Linked DNA regions of Capra hircus: region 2 is linked to region 1. Evidence: chromatin contacts called from public Hi-C data. All regions are on one chromosome and are shown on one strand. Each heading gives the region's core, a stretch centred on a gene start, on an enhancer-like site or on the middle of the called end of the contact. The rest is flanking DNA. Distances are from core to core; before and after follow the strand shown. Region 1 overlaps LRP1 (prolow-density lipoprotein receptor-related protein 1). Region 2 holds the start of STAT6 (signal transducer and activator of transcription 6).

Region 1 (3,477 bases), core at 429-2,928:
GGTGGTGACCCCCACAAGGTCTGGGGTCAAGGGGTGACCGTCCTGTCCCAAGGCATGCTCAGGCCTGACGCCGAGGTCCTGAAGAGAGCCAGTAACCCTTTCTCTGTGCCTCCCGCTCGCCCCCAGACCACGAGGGCACCAATCCCTGCAGCGTCAACAACGGCGACTGCTCGCAGCTCTGCCTGCCCACGTCCGAGACGACCCGCTCCTGCATGTGCACGGCCGGCTACAGCCTCCGGAGCGGTCAGCAGGCCTGCGAGGGTCAGTGCCCCTGCCTCTGCTCCCCTCCCCTTGACCCCGGTCCCCAACCTGACTTGTCTTTGTCTACAGCCCACCTTCCTCTTCTCAGCTTGGGTGCAGGACAAGTCCATTGTGTATTAAGTGCCTTCTGGGTTAGATGCTTAGTCAGCATTCACTGTGCTGGTTGCTATGGGGGAGGCAGGGGACAGAAGTCCCTGTCCCTGTGCTCAGCAGGCTTAACCAAAGGTGGGGGAGGGGAGACATGAAGTGGCTCTGACTTCAGTAGGACTCTGGAGAAATAGATGTCAGAGGGGACACCAGGGTCACTTCATGCAAGAAGTATGCTGGGCACAGAGGATTTGAGTGTGTGGTTTGAAGGAGAAGGGACAACATGCCAGGCAAGGGGTCCAGAGCAGTAGGAGGGTCGGTGCAAGGCCCTGAGGTGCCAGCCTGAGTGGCGGGCAGGGTGTGGGGTTCATGGGTGAGGCTGTGGGGCAGGCGGGGTTCTGCAGGTTCTCAGCCAGGAGCACCTGGAAAGTGGTGTTTGGGGCAGATTAACCTGGCGGCAGAGAGCCGGCTGAGTAGGGGAGGGAGAGACCAAGGCAGTTAGACCAGTCAGGACGCTGTTAGCCTGGGCTGGGGCTCAGCAGCGGGGTTGAAGAGAAGGGATGAAACTCAGAGCTGTTTCGCAAGAACTTGCTGACTGATTTACAAGCCCGCCCCAGGACAGCATTTCCCAAAGTGCACTCCTAGGAACCTCCCTCTTTGATGTGGTCGATGTTACAGAAAGAAACACTGGGTTGAATTAAGTTTAAGTGGATTTTTTTTTTTTTTGCTGCAGAACTTCTCAGAGCCTTCCATATGCTCATCTGCTCTGAGAATTTTCTGTGGGGAGACTCTTAAGTGTTTGGAGTCTCCCCAGTCTCGAGCATGAATCCTTTTTTTTCAAGGATCCTGAGCAACCAGGGCCCATTAGGGGGATTCAGTTGAGGATTTGCTTTGCAAGGGGATAAAGGCAGGGGAAATTCTAGGGTGCATGGATAGTGGCACCTTATAAGAAATGGGGAACTGGGAAGGAGGCTGGCTCAGGAGCCGGGTGCTAGAGACCCAAGGATGTGATACAGACCAGACAGACGAGGACAAAGAGGAAACTAGGGTGAAAATCTAGACTGGGGAGTCACTTGGTCCTGTTGACTCATCTGAACCTCTCCAGATCCTCCCTAACACCTTTAGGGTTGTTGAAGGGTTGTGTGACCCAGAGAGTGAGGCAGAGCTGGTTGTGTGAAGTGAAAGCCTGGTCTCTGCTGCCCTCTAGTGGGCACTAAGGGGTCTCACAGGTGGTTCCCTGGAGCCGGCCAGGTGACTTGACTGGACCTGTCCCCACCCAGGCCCCAAGCTAGGGTGTGTGGTGAGAGGGGAGGTGTGATGGGTGGGAGGAGGTATCAAAAGGGTTTGTGGGTGACAGAGCCAAGCTTAAAGGGTGTCAGCGAGGCTCATGCCCAGTGTGCTTGTGTTTCAGGTGTGGGCTCCTTTCTCCTGTATTCTGTACATGAGGGGATCCGGGGAATCCCGCTGGATCCGAACGACAAGTCAGACGCCCTGGTCCCAGTGTCGGGGACCTCGCTGGCTGTCGGCATTGACTTCCATGCTGGTGAGCCATGGTGGCAGGAGCGGGCGGGACATGGCCTTCCCTTCGTGGTGAAGTGTTCTGGGGGACCAGGGAGAGGTTGCCTGACCACAGCTGCCCTACCCTGCTATACCGTCCCAAGCCACTGGTCTCCCCAGCTCTCAGTCATCCCCTTGTGATTTTGACCCCTCTACCTTGTCCCCTGCCTCGGTGAGCATCCCCATGTTGGCTCCTCTGCCCCCAGAGAATGACACCATTTACTGGGTGGACATGGGCCTGAGCACCATCAGCCGGGCTAAGCGGGACCAGACGTGGCGTGAGGATGTGGTGACCAACGGCATTGGCCGCGTGGAGGGCATTGCAGTGGACTGGATCGCCGGTGAGCTCTAGGGGGGCTGATGGACTGCAGGTGAGGCAGAGGACTGGGGCAGTGGGGTCTCAGGAGGAGGGGGTCTGAGGAGAAGGGGTAGGCAGGAACAGATGGGGAGAAGCGGGGGTCTCAGGCTGGAGGGGACGAGGTACATGAGTCCCCACACGCCCCCCTGAGCCCCCTGCCTTCCTCTTTCCTCAGGCAACATCTATTGGACGGACCAGGGTTTTGATGTCATCGAAGTTGCCCGGCTCAATGGCTCTTTCCGCTACGTGGTCATCTCCCAGGGTCTGGACAAGCCCCGGGCGATCACAGTCCACCCGGAGAAGGGGTGAGGAGCAGGGTGGGCTGACCAGTCCCCACTCCTGGCTCTGGTCTGGTCCAGGCCCTCTGGCCACAGGCCTGTTCTTCTCCGTGCTCTGGGGACTGACCCCCTCTTCCACCTTCACCCCAGGTACTTGTTCTGGACTGAGTGGGGCCAGTACCCGCGGATTGAGCGGTCTCGGCTGGATGGCAGTGAGCGAGTGGTGCTGGTTAACGTTAGCATCAGCTGGCCCAACGGCATCTCCGTGGACTATCAGGTTTGGATGCAGGCTCAGCCCTAGGGCCAAAGAGGCGGAACTCGCGCTCTGCGGGGAGGGGCAGCTCCCCACTGAATCTCATGTGACATGCCCATTGGTGGGAAAAAATGGACCAAGGAGTCATGGGGTCCTCTGGCCCAGGCCCCATGCAGAGTAGGGTTCCACCACCCGGGAGATGGTCAGGGAGGTCACTCAAGTGGGCGCTAGAGGGAGGCCAGCAGAGCCGCAGGTCAGAGAGCGGGAGGATGTAGAGCAAGGAGGGAGGAGACAGTGAGGCGGGAATGAGTGCCCCATGCCACCTGGGACGTGGAGCTGGCAGTGAGGTGGGCGACTCTGGCCTGCAGGATGGGAAGCTATACTGGTGCGACGCCCGGACAGACAAAATTGAGCGAATCGACCTGGAGACGGGCGAGGACCGCGAGGTAGTGCTGTCCAGCAACAACATGGACATGTTCTCAGTGTCCGTGTTTGAGGAGTTCATCTACTGGAGTGACAGGTGGGCCTCTGTCCTGGCCTTCCCCTGGGCCATCGTCCCCTCCTGCTCAGCCCCAGCTGACAACCTGCTCATGGCCCCTCGCCTCCCCACAGGACTCATGCCAACGGCTCCATCAAGCGCGGGAGCAAGGACAATGCCACCGACTCAGTGCCCCTGCGAACAG
Region 2 (3,477 bases), core at 607-3,106, 67 kb before region 1:
GTGAGGTTAATTAGCCTGCAGCAAAAAGCCTGGAAGAGGGGCGGAGAGGCTAGCGGACTACAAGGAAGAGAAGGAAAAGGGGCAAGAGGCAAGGAGATGGGAGAATAGGGAGGAGGTAGTTGCCTCCCCATCCTAGGTGGACTGCAGGGCAGAGTGGGTAAACCAGTGGTTCCCCAGGGGTCTCTCAGTTCATGTTTCTCTTCCCAGAGATGACAGAAAGGATGGGGATGGAAACTCCCTAGGTCTCCCTCAACCCACTTAGCCCCAAGTTCTGCTGCGGCACGTTAGCTTCTCCCCTCTCCCAGGACTCCCAAAGGAACAGAGAACAGAGAGGCCCCTTTTCTGGAGATCCGTGCTCCTCCCCCAGTTCCTATATCCCCCTGAACTCTTTTCTCCCAAAGGCAGAATCCTCCCCCTCCTGCTCAGGGTCCTTTCATAGACCTTTCTCTACACCCACCTTGGGGTGGGGCACCTTTTGGTTTGTGTTTCAAACTTAAGGGAGGACTCCATTCCTCTCTTCCCTCTTTCACTCCTGTTTCTCAGGGTGCTCAGACCTTTGACCTCTATCTCTACCCTACTGGGGGACCGAGGTGATCCCTAAGTCAGAGGCAGCTCCCCTTTCCTCCATATCCCCTAGATTAGGAAGAGTGACCAGCTTCCTGGCATGGCCCTGCCTTCAAATCTCCCCTACTCCATCCTCAGACAACGAGGGGCCAGACTTTCCCCCACTCCCAGCCAATAACCAGGCTGGCTCAATCGGCCAGCCAGGCCAGGGGCATCTTCTGCTGTAAACCCCACAGAATACCGACAGGGAGGGAGGAGCCACGGCCTGGGGGGGGGGCGGGGCCCGCGTTCCCTTCCCCATGGGGAAGGGAAGTCCAGGATCTTCATCAGCCCCGCTTCGTGGCCTAAACTTCACCTCAACCCCCGACATTCCTGGGCCCTCTGACCGTGGGACCACAGGATCAGACGTCAAAAGAGCTTCTCTGAGTTGTGTAGTGTGTGTGTGCTGTGGTGGGGGCGGGGAGGGGCGCGGGGAGGCGGAGCCAGTTGGGCACCGGGAGGGTTAACTCCGTGACGCCGCCGGGCCCAGCGTGGAGCAGTTTTGAGGGGGAAATTCCCCCTCCTCTGGGGCACCATGAGGTTCTACTTCTGGGACACGCTCACCCGCTGGCCACACCCTTGAAGAGGAACCTTTGTGGGGGGCCCGGATAGGGGTCTGTGGAGGACCCACTGCCCCCTGCCATCAGTTTTCTATAGGGAGGGGCGGCCACTTCCCCCAAACCCAGAGGGCAGAGGGGCACCTCCTTGCCCTCCTTCCCCTGCCTTAACACGTCCCTGGATTGCGGGGGATGGGGTGTGTGGAAAAAGTGACCCATGCTGGGGAGGAGCAGGGCAAGTGCTGGGCCTGTACCCACTCCAGATTCCTCTGATATTTCGAAACTGCCAAAACTCAGTAACACCAGCCACCAGCCCCAGCTGAAACAATTTCTTGGGGACCATCCATTTTGCCCAGGCAGGATCCTGAAAAGCACTCCCCTCCGCCCCCCACATTGGTAGTCAGAGGCCCCCCACCCTCCCTCCTTGGAGGCATCCCCTCACCTTGGCAACCCCTCTGTTGTCGTCTCCCTCTCTCAGCGGGCTCTGCCAGGCCCCATGGGTCTGTAGCTCTGTCCAGCGGGTTCAGGACTGGCCCTGCTAGCACCCCTCCTCCTCCACCACCACCAAAAAGAAAACACACACACACACACACACACACACACACAATCCTCTCCCGTCCTCCCTCTTCAGTGTAAGCAGTGGCTGCCCCAGCCCGCTGTTTCCGGCTTCTCCGACTACCCAGGTCCCTCCCTGGAGCTCTGACGACACAGAGAAGAGAAAGTGGGCTGGAGGAGGAAGAGGAAGAAAGTGGGGTGAGCATGTGTGCCTCTGGTATGGAGTAGGGGAGCATGGGCTGGGAGGGGGAGCCAGGACTGGGGCTTGGGGGCCCCTGGCGCCAGGCTGGAGGAAAGGCTGATCCCCACTTACTCTGTCCCCCATCAAAAACAATCAACTTTCCTCCAGAAAGTCACCTAATATCAAGCAGAGACAAGCCACCCCAAACTACAGCTCCCATACTCAAACTCTTGCAAGGGCCGGAGGTTTGGGCTCAAGAGGGACTGGGCTCCCCACCCCCCCGGTGGGGGGTACGGCGGGGGGCTCTGGAAAAAGAAATCCCTCTGGCCCTGTGCTCCCTCCAGTGGAAGACCCTGAAAGCGGCCGGGGAGCTGGGACTCCTCGGTTCCCCTCCCTGCTGGGTGGGGAACGCCCTAGAGGTCTCGTGACCCGCTGATGGGAGGGAGTGGGGGAGGGGGCTGTGAAGCTCACAATCCTGCAGGCCTCCAGGGATGCCTGGAACTGAAAATCCTTTCCGCCACCTCCTCATGGGGTACTACTCCGGGGACCCAGGTAGGAGCCAGCGGCAAGCTGGAGTTGCTGCCCGTAGGTTCCCAAGGGACAAGTTTGAATATGAGTCTGCTGTGCAACCTTGGCAAAGTTCCTATCTGTTTCTGGAGTAAACACTGAGACACACCCAGAAATAAACGTGCATGTAGACAACTTCCCCAGCCAGAAGGACACTCCCTCCCACACACACACATGCTTACACACACGTGCAGGCAGGCTCACAGACATGTCAGCACTCAGAGCCACATGTAGTCACAAGGACACACACTCACACGCACAAGGCTTGCTCAGCTTCTGAGTCATCATTGTCACTACTGGATGGTTTTTGAAGCTTTGGCTGAAGGAAGAGCTGGAGGAGGCCAAGGGACCTTCAAGCCCCCAAACCTGAGAGACGTGTATGGGGAAAGGGTGGTCTCTGAGGAGCAGTAGAAGGTGGGAGGCAGTTTCTACTCCCCTCCTCTCTCCCCAAACAGGGCTGGGCTCAGGGGCCAAAGCCAGGCTTATGCTGCCCCCTGGTGTCCCATCTGATTCCCAGAACCTGGCTCCTCCCCCTCCCATCCACGTGGATGGGCAAGTATGTGCAGGTCGGAGTCCCCAGCTAGGCAGAGGGTAGGAGTTAAGAACTTGGCCCCTGGAGACAGGCTGCATGGGTTCAGATCCTGCCAGCACTGCTAGCTGCACAACTCTGGGCTGTTTTGTGCTTCAGTTTTGTTGTCTGTAAAATGGAGCAAATAATAGCCTTAACTTACAAAGCTGTGAGAGTGAAATGCAATAATACATGTGAATGATGCCTGGTACACAGGAAATGTTAGACGTTATTTTATTGTCCCAGAACTAGCCAGGCAGGAGAAAGACAGAAGAGCCTCTATCTTACATAGGATCCCCAGATTTGAGGGTAATATTAATGCCACAAAGGCAGAGGCTGTTGGAGGTGTGTGTTTATATATTTATTGTGTCTGTAAGGCAGCCAGTTGGAAAGGAGGGAGAGCTGGGGCGGAGATGGCAGGCAGGAACGCTGTCCTTGGGTTTATA

What was found. A called contact is a pair of places that touch in the nucleus more often than the background predicts.
Region 2: a Hi-C map of blood shows a contact between it and region 1, with 2.2 times the contacts expected there. The contact joins the promoter of STAT6 here to the enhancer-like site in region 1. A contact is called at or near these places in 2 of 5 Hi-C or Micro-C datasets (both in blood).

What each region holds. Positions count from the first base shown.
Region 1 is chr5:55,584,507-55,587,983 of ARS1.2, reverse strand. LRP1 (prolow-density lipoprotein receptor-related protein 1) reads left to right here. Exons shown (of 89, transcript XM_018048051.1): 34 at 127-261; 35 at 1,760-1,891; 36 at 2,112-2,246; 37 at 2,439-2,568; 38 at 2,692-2,818; 39 at 3,163-3,314; 40 at 3,407-3,477. Among named protein-coding and RNA genes, the nearest start is that of NXPH4, 33 kb to the right of the region's middle. Within about 2 kb of position 1,678, at least 1 of the 5 cell types and tissues checked has an H3K27ac peak or open chromatin away from gene starts, as enhancers often do.
Region 2 is chr5:55,651,587-55,655,063 of ARS1.2, reverse strand. STAT6 (signal transducer and activator of transcription 6) reads right to left here and starts at 1,856. Exons shown (of 22, transcript XM_005680308.3): 1 at 1,603-1,856. LOC102180828 (a long non-coding RNA gene) reads left to right here and starts at 1,804. Exons shown (of 3, transcript XR_001295688.2): 1 at 1,804-1,913.